2 separate regions of the Rattus norvegicus genome follow, and region 2 is linked to region 1. A link is a contact called in public Hi-C data. All regions are on one chromosome and are shown on one strand. Each heading gives the region's core, a stretch centred on a gene start, on an enhancer-like site or on the middle of the called end of the contact. The rest is flanking DNA. Distances are from core to core; before and after follow the strand shown. Region 1 holds the start of Eny2 (ENY2, transcription and export complex 2 subunit). Region 2 holds the start of Ebag9 (estrogen receptor binding site associated antigen 9).

What was found. A called contact is a pair of places that touch in the nucleus more often than the background predicts.
Region 2: a Hi-C map of prefrontal cortex shows a contact between it and region 1, with 4 times the contacts expected there. The contact joins the promoter of Ebag9 here to the promoter of Eny2 in region 1. A contact is called at or near these places in 9 of 12 Hi-C or Micro-C datasets (the A7r5 cell line, Schwann cells, frontal cortex and 5 more) and 1 of 1 datasets of contacts at active chromatin or transcription factors (oligodendrocytes).

What each region holds. Positions count from the first base shown.
Region 1 is chr7:77,478,382-77,482,445 of GRCr8, reverse strand. Eny2 (ENY2, transcription and export complex 2 subunit) reads right to left here and starts at 1,607. Exons shown (of 5, transcript NM_001130580.1): 1 at 1,472-1,607; 2 at 125-201. The coding sequence starts at 1,477. Nudcd1 (NudC domain containing 1) reads left to right here and starts at 1,871. Exons shown (of 10, transcript NM_001130561.2): 1 at 1,871-2,051. The coding sequence starts at 1,937.
Region 2 is chr7:77,694,109-77,698,676 of GRCr8, reverse strand. It overlaps Ebag9 (estrogen receptor binding site associated antigen 9), which reads right to left and starts at 3,064. Exons shown (of 7, transcript NM_001009665.1): 1 at 2,870-3,064.

The DNA of each region.
Region 1 (4,064 bases), core at 358-2,857:
TCTGATAATCTTTACTTTTCTATAATTCCTTCTGGATATGCTTTGGCCCTTGACACTTGAAATTCCTCCGATATAATTATTAAAGATGGTGAAACCTAATGCAGTGATACAATTTACTACTCACCGTTCTCTTTCTCCAGTTTCTATTAACTTTTGGTTAATCGCTGCTCTCATCTGCGCATCTTTGTTCATCTTGCTAACCTGGACATCGACATGCATTTTGAGATACATAATATTTAGAAAAGTGTTTCCCTCTAAGTCCTCTCTAGACAATCATCCTAACACATTGAACATTACAATAAGGAAGGGATGATAATTTCAAGTACCTTAGATGGTGTTATTCTTAGTATTATTTCCTGATTCCCAATTCCCATCCCTCATAAGCTCTTTACTGTTTTTTTTTTTAAGGGAATAACACTATCATAATACCATTAAGAACTTATGTACCTAAAACTGAGCAAATTTAACCCCCCAAACTTGCTCTAATGACACAATTCCATTTTACAGATGAGAACACTGAGGCACAGAGACAGAATGTGAAGTCAGGTACTTGGACACTAGGAGTCCCATCTTATTTAACTGTACATTAATAACTGACTACTGTTCATTTCTGCACCCTAACTCATTCAAATTTTGGGAGAGCCATATATAGTATACACACTAATAAAAGACAGCATTACGAAAAGTGAAATAAGATAATGTGATTTACTCATCAATTACAATTTATGGGGAATTACAACTGCTACCCTACCACGAATTTCAAATTAGTCTTTGAGAAATTCTCCATTTTAAATAAAAACGGCCAACCAATGCCAAAATCAGTGTAGGCAGGGAAAAAGCAAGGCTAACTTATGAGAGCATTTTTGCCACTTAAAAGTTTAAGATACAATCAGGTTAAAGTTAATGTTTTCCTACTTAATGTCACTAACTTGAGTACTTTTGTAATTTCCCGTCTTGTCTGTATGAAAACTCAGACTATAAAGAATTTTCAGAGTTGAACTACGCCAAGAGGCGGGTGAACGGAGGGTTAATAACTAGGCAACGCTTTACTTCTGTAGTTGGGGCTTAACATTTTGAAAATAACTGCAAAAGTTTAGACCGTACCATACCAAGAACAGCAAAACTTCGTCTCGTCTTGGCCCCTAAAACCACGGGTAGTGACCTTGGGCAAGTCACTTAATTCCTAAAGGCCTCAGTTTTCTCACTGGTAAAACAAGGGCGCTAGGGAATCCCTCCCAGTTCTGACATTCTTTGGGAAAATGAAACACGCCGGAGACAGCTGGAGAGGCGGGAGGGGAGGAGCCAGAAAACAAAGCGAAGACTGGCTCCAGGCCAACTCCAGCAGCACGCCCTGTCGGAGAGCCCTACAGGCCCGCGAGCGCGGGTCGGGGAAGCTAACGAAAGACAGCACATCGAAAGGAGCCTGGGCTGGGCCCGGGTCCCGGCCCTGAGGACCACGGGCATAGCTCACCACCATCACCGCGGGCGAGGGCCGTCCCTTCCCAGCGACGAAATGACCCTTGCGCTGACGACCGTTACCTACCACACTCTTCAGCTGCCCGGACTTAGACCCTCAGTAGCTCGGGCACCTAAGCACACAGAAAGCTAGACCACGCATTTCCGGGGCGGGATCTGGCCACCCTGCCTATAATGTGAGAATTCAACTAGCGCGGGCCGCCTTCTGGTCGCTCGGCCCTCTGGGTAGGGAAGTCCAGAGTCTGCTAAGTGGCGAGTGTTCGGTTGTCAGAACACTACATTCCCCAGCATGCAACGGAGTCAGCTTTCTCACGGACACTACATTTCCCAGAAAAGATGTGGCGCCGCAGAGTCCTCTGGGATGGGAACCACGCCGCTCTCCCAGCCTCAGTTCCAGGAGTGAAGCGCGAACCTTTCAACAAGAGCTTTATTGATTCTCTTGCTTGGATCCGGCAACGCGATGGAGGCGGCTAATTGCTCCCTGCGGGTGAAAAGACCCCTGCTGGATCCCCGCTTCGAGGGCTACAAGCTATCGCTCGAGCCTCTGCCCTGCTACCAGCTGGAGCTTGATGCAGGTGGGATCGGCGGCACCCTCTCGCACCGGGTTCCTTCTCGTTTAGGCTGCCATTGGCGCAACCCTCTGTCACTCCGGCTAGCCAGTCACGTCCTGTCGGTCTGCACCTAGAGCGGCCGTCCACGCGGGGACCCCAGGATGCCCCCATTTCTTTCCGCGCTTTAGCAGCGGGACTGTGGACTGGCCTAGGCATCTGTAGCTCAGGCTTAGATGTTTTCTGCCCATACATCTCTGGCCCTTGCTACGAAGGTTCAGGTTGTCCTTCCCTCCCAAACCACCTTTTGTAAACGTGTCCGCTGAGAAGCCACACCTCCTTGGAAAATCCCCAACTACCTTTTTTTTTCTTCTGACGCAGAAACATTTCTTGGAGAGAAAATTTTCCACATTCAGTTAGCAGTTTTAAGTATCCTGATACATAGAACAACGCCACAATTTATCGAGGGAAAGTGATTTAGTGCGCTTACTGCTCTTGCTTATTTATTTGTAACTTTCTAGAGGCTATTCGCCTTTTTACAACGTTAAGAATTGTAGTTTTGTTAACCAAAGTGTCCAGAGATTCGTGTTTTTAAATACAGCCCTCTGTAGATTCTGATTTTGATACACGTTTTCCATGGGTTGCACTTTGAGAAATAGTGATCTAGAGGTGTTAGTCAATAATGTATTAAGCATTCCCTATGTATCTATCTGTGTATCTTTTCTATAGATACAAAGGAGTCTGCATCCTTGACTGTCCTGGCACTTGCTGTGTAGTCCCGACTGGCCCAGAACTAACAGATGTCCTCTGTGCTGGGATTAAAGGCATATACCACCAAGCAGCCCAACAAATGCTTGTTTTTCTAAGTTTGTTTCTTAAGTATAGAAGTAATTATTGTGGGCCTGTTTTGTGTTTTCTTCACGATGATTAGGTGATTGGCACAATCATGAGTGCCTAACATATCATAATTCATTCAGGAATAAACATCTATTACAGTATGGGCAGGTAGGAACATGACCAAGTGTAAATGGTCTAACGGAGTATGCTTTCTCAAATTGTCTGGAGATCTGGTAAAGCTTCCAGGAGGAGTTGATGACTGAGTTGAGTTGTGAAGGATAGGCTGGTAACTGATGGCTGGTATAAGAGGAGAGGAGCTTCCAGGAGAGGAGCTTCCTTCTTTTTCCTCTTGGCATTTTTGTTGCTTTTGTTTCTGTCAATAAATGACCCCGCCATGTTCAGTTGGCCAAGTCATTGGAAATAAAACACAAAGGACCAAACCCTAATGGGCCAAACCAGAAGGTACTCACAAATGTGCAGGTCAGCAGGTCTTCCTCACTGCTTATTCATGTGTCTTTGCTCAGGTACGGGCCGGTCGAGGCAGGTCTAGTCATCCTGATTCCACCATCTACACCATTTGCTGGCTCTTTGCTTGCTCCAGCATTTGTCAGATGATCTTGACTTGAGTCTTCCACAGGCTGCTTGCAGGAAGTCAAGTCACAGTGCACATGCTGTTTCAGTGGCTTTAAAACAAATTTCCACATGTTCTACTGGGCAAAGCAAATTAAATAATCAAGTCAGGAACTGCTGTTGGCAGACCCTAGCTGAGGGTATAGATCCAGAGTGCTAAAAGTTGGGACAGTGAAAGTCTAGGAAGTTAGCAATTACTCCGTGTCAATGTGAAATCAAGGTACTAAACAGGTATCATTCCCAGGTTTCCTTGGGCCTTTGTGTAACCCCCTCCCTGCTCACACGTAGTCAGGCAGTGAGAATGCTTACTCTCATCCCGATGTCTCTTTATTTAGTGCCACCATAAAATGGTGCTGCCCCCATTAAGGTCTAGATAGTCTCTCATAGGTTTTCTCAGAGGCATATCCACTACATGATTTGGAATCCTATGAAGTTGACAGCCAAGATTAGAGCTGTCTACTTCTGCAAATTTCATTTTCTGTACAGCTGTAAATGCATTTCATATGTGTGTATGTGTGTAGTGTTCCTTTATTCCTTCATCTGTTGATGAACATCTAGATTGATTCTGTTTCC
Region 2 (4,568 bases), core at 1,815-4,314, 210 kb before region 1:
TAAAGCTGATTTGTTAAAAGTAACTGTCAACAAAATGAAAAGGGATTTTCCAAAGGAGAAGTTTGAGTACTGCGTTCATGCCCTCCACAGGACCATTGTCTTGGACAAAATAAACTAGAGTCTGAAAGGTAAAGATAGCATTTTTTCCCCTCATTTGTAAAAGCTAGATTTCCAAAACAATACGTGAAAATAGATAGGGTACTGTTGGACAAGAAGAAAAGGACCAGAGAAGAACAAGAAACAAACAGTAATGGGAGGGAGGGGAGAGCAAATTCCATTATCTAGAGAAATGAAATATAATGGAACCCAGTATTTGTACAGTATACACAAATACATGCTAATGAAAATTCTAAGCAAACTTTCAAAAATATAATAAATTTTCAGAAACAAAATATAAAAGGTAGCTAGTAGACTCGTGGCATATAGCACTGGGAAAGAAAGTGCAGCCAGAGATACTTCAGCAAGATTTTTTTTGACAAAAAACAAACACATGTAATATTTTGGGAATGTGCAGAGGGTTTAATGTTAGGCTAAGAATGAAATTTCATTTAGAGCCTTGGCAGCTACAGTCATTTCCTTCTCAAATATCCTTAAGTATCATTCATTACTCAAGAAGTACCTTTCACCTTGAATGACTCCAACGAAAAGTAGAAAATTTCAAGATTAAGTGGAAAACCAGAGAGCCAGATTATTACTGGTAACAGAGGCCCCCATAGCAATTAATATCTGAATTTTGTGATAAATCTGGTTCTGTAATTAACGAAGCCCAAAATTCACTGACCATCTCCTATGAATCAAGCACTATCTAAACAGTAACTAACTGAATCCACAAAACTGTCATCGATTCATGTAACAGCAGCAGAGTAATCACAAGTCCCCATGCTCCTACAACTGCTTGCATTCAAACCTACATCCATTTAATCTGAAAGCCAAGGAAACCTAGTCAGGAACATTCTAAGCAATCAGGAAGGTATAACGTCTAAGCAGTTCCACTAACATGGGGAAAATGTAGCCAAACTATTAAAGCAATACTTTGTCGATTACAGTGATTTGTAAATAAATTTTACTCAGGACTTGTACCTAATGCTGCAGTTCAGTAGAATGAACATATTAGCACCTACTATGTAACATATGCTGCACTGATGCTGGGAAACACTGCCCTGCACAGAGAAACCCTCTGCTATTCAATAACTGTCTTGAGTTTCTCACGTTTGCTTTTAGTGGAAGGCAAAAGAGCCTAGAAGGACCCCACCAGTTGGCTTAGTTTGTTATCTCTAAATCTTAGCCAATGACAGCATTTAGATGCCCAAATATTTCTTGAATTAAAAATTAAAAACGTATTATTCCTTGGGCCTTTAAAATGTTCAGGATTTAGTTCAATAGTTTCACCATTCCCATTTAACAGATAAGACCCGTGAATGGTCTGAGTAATTTAAACAGGTTAAATCAGGAGTGGGTGGAGGAGGAGAATCCTAAAGCCAGGCTCTCTCTCTGGACAGATTATGTTTAAATGATTTTTATTGTATACATATCACTACAGTCTGACTTCTAAAATATCCTATAGATTCTCAATTAGGAAGACACCTATTTAGGGCTACTTTGCAATTTGGGTACTTTAAAATGCTTTCTAGAACTTGGCAATATTGAAATAACCTACTAAAATACTCGAATTAAAAAAAAAAGTCCTTAAAATGACTAACAAAATGCAGAAACGTTATGCCAGAGGAATAATTCTAATGAAATGACATCTCCAATTAAGCAATAGGTAAGCTCTGTTGTGACAACTAAGAAAGATTTCCCTATAAGTGGGAGGAGGGCAGAAAGAAAACGAATCCTGCATGATGTAGTCAATCTCTCCTTGTGCTCAGTTAATTTCTTCACATCCTAAAGTATACACCAATTAAACTAAATTCCTTTAAGGGGATACTCACTAAACCAGTCATCTAATGCTGTCCTAAACCTTTTCATTTCTAAGTCTTTCCATACAATTACTTGAAAGTCCTACGACCTACCATAGCACAGAATACACTCAAAATTAAGTCTGTAACTCACTAAAGTTAAATATCATAAAGCTCCCAAATAAAAATCTACCTGAACTCAAACACGAAAAAGAAAGGGTCAACACCAGAGACTAGTAAGCAGAAACAAGTGCAGTTTTGGAAAGCTGGTGGTAAAAAAACCTAACATTCTGTACCATCAGGCCTTCAAATCTGACGGTTACCGAGGAGAGTTAAGGTCTTCTGAATGACTCGACGGAGCGACTCATAACTAAAATAATTTTCACTTTGAGATTACCCACCTAGAACTTGGTGTCGAAAAAAAATCATACCCACTGCACAGATGAGCAAAACAACACACACGCGAGCTTTCTGGTTACGCAATCCCACGCCCCGTGGCAGGCGTCAAGTGAGGCGCTCTAAACTGCTGAAGGTGGGAGCCGGGTGGGCTGGGATTTGGATGTCGGGCAGATCGGCCCCCAGAAGTGCAAGGCCCGTAGAGGGAGGGCAGGAAAGTGGCACATTGCCCTTTGGGAAGACGGAACGTGGGGCTTTTCCGGGTCGGCAGCTCACAGGCGGGTCTCCCGTGCGTGAGCGCAGCATAGCTAGGGGACAGGGACAAGCCGGTTCCTAGCCACGTTGGGCTCTCCCCACAGGTCACCCTGACCCGGAAACAGTACCCCTGAGTGGTGGCCCAGCAAGTGGGAGGTCGAGGTAGAGGGCCGAAGAGGAAGGCGGGAGGGCAGGAAGTACGGGGCGACCCAGAGGGTGACGAGGAAGCGCGGCCACCAGCCGCAGGCCAGACCCAGGTCAGGAGGCGGGTGGGTAGAGAAAAAGCCCCTCGCGGGCGCGCGCAGGCCGCACACACTCACCTGCCCCTCCCCCTCCCCGCCCGCCCGGCGGAGGCTCCGAGCTGCCGCGAGCCACGCGCGCTCACGAGGCGCGTGCGCGCACAGCCGCTGTCTGCCTCGAGCTCGCTCTCAGCCAGCTCAGTCCCTGCTCCGCTCATTCAAAGCCGGGCGCGCGCTCCGTCGCAGCCGCCGTTGCCGCCGCGCAGCCGCCATGGCCGCCCCTTCTCCCAAAACCCGCCCGGACCCCGCCCTAGCTCCTCCCGACCCCGCCCATTTCCCCGCCCAAACCCTGTTTCCAGGCCCTTGCTTCCGCATCCCTGTATCTCGTACTTCTGGCCCAATAGAGGATAGATACGTCATTGACGTGCAAGCCGCAAGCCAATGACTGCACAGGGGCGTGGTTAGTCGCGACAGTGCTAGTGCTTAGGCCTTTTGTTAATAGTGTGGTTGTTGGTTGAGTTTTTTTGTCCTGGAGCGTTTGGGCTCCCGCCAAGTTGTTCTCCTTTCCTTCCTTGTAGAGGAGTGTCTCACCTGTGACCAAGTCTCATTCTGTTTCATCTTTAAACCTGTCTGCTAGATGGAGCCAAGGCGAAGCTGCATGTGAATTGTGAAACTTCGGAGAAAGCCCCTCTGTCTCAGAATGATTTGGGTGTGACTAGGACAGACCCCAATTATTGCAGCACCTGAGACGTTTAGACCTCTCTTCCAGAATTTATCCTGATCTGCTTAAATTTTAGTTTAGTGTTTAATTGAAAGTAAGGGGTGATGTTTCCTCTAAGACCTTATTTCCTGCATCAGGAGCTAGCCATTTTACCAAGCTCTTGTCTTTTTTGTGGTTCTCTCTTGGAATCAGATACTTTTCTGCTGTTTGATTGGCCTTTTGTTTTGATTTTTCACTGTACATGTTACTTTGTTCCATAAAAGTACTTATACTTAAGGATACATTGTACCTTGAACAGATGCCCCTCCTACGCCCTTTTTTCCTCCCACCTCCCATAGGCCCTTGTTCTTGTAGACACGTTCACTTCTGCATACACAAATATATTCATTTCGTGTTTGTTTTTTCTATCTTGGATCCTTGTAAAAATCTCGAGTTTACTACTCTGTTGGATTAAGAACACTTAAGAAGCCACTGTTAGGAAGTGGCTGGGAAGGGAATGTGTGTACATATATTTATGTTTATGATATATCCAAAAGCTTAAAGCAGTTTTTTTTTCCAAATTCTTGCTCAGCTTGCCTTTCCTTTCTATACCTTTACCTTTTTAAGATTTCAACTGCTGCTGTTCTCTCACCATGATTCATCTGTGTATCCATGTAACCTGAAATAGTCTTCACCCACCCTCTTCACTGCAATCTGCTCCATGTTTTTATTACTATTTTATTGTCTTTTTATTTTCTTTGAGAAAGGTTCTTGCAATTCTGAAACTGAAGCCCCTCCTGCCCGAGCTTCTACAATATTCTGAGATTACGGGTGTACTCCGCTAATCCAAGACAGCAATTGAGTATTCTTACCTGCAGTGAGGAAAAAAAGTAAATTTAGGATTTCTTCTCTGGTTACCTGCAATGCTTTCAGTGTAGTCAGGCACATATCAAGCAATCACAGATAATAGCCATTCAACTATTACAAAGATGCAGCATTTTTAGTAACTACACCTCCGCACACCAATAAATAAATGAATAAATCTCCTGAAGTCCCCTACACAGATATTATAACTGTAAT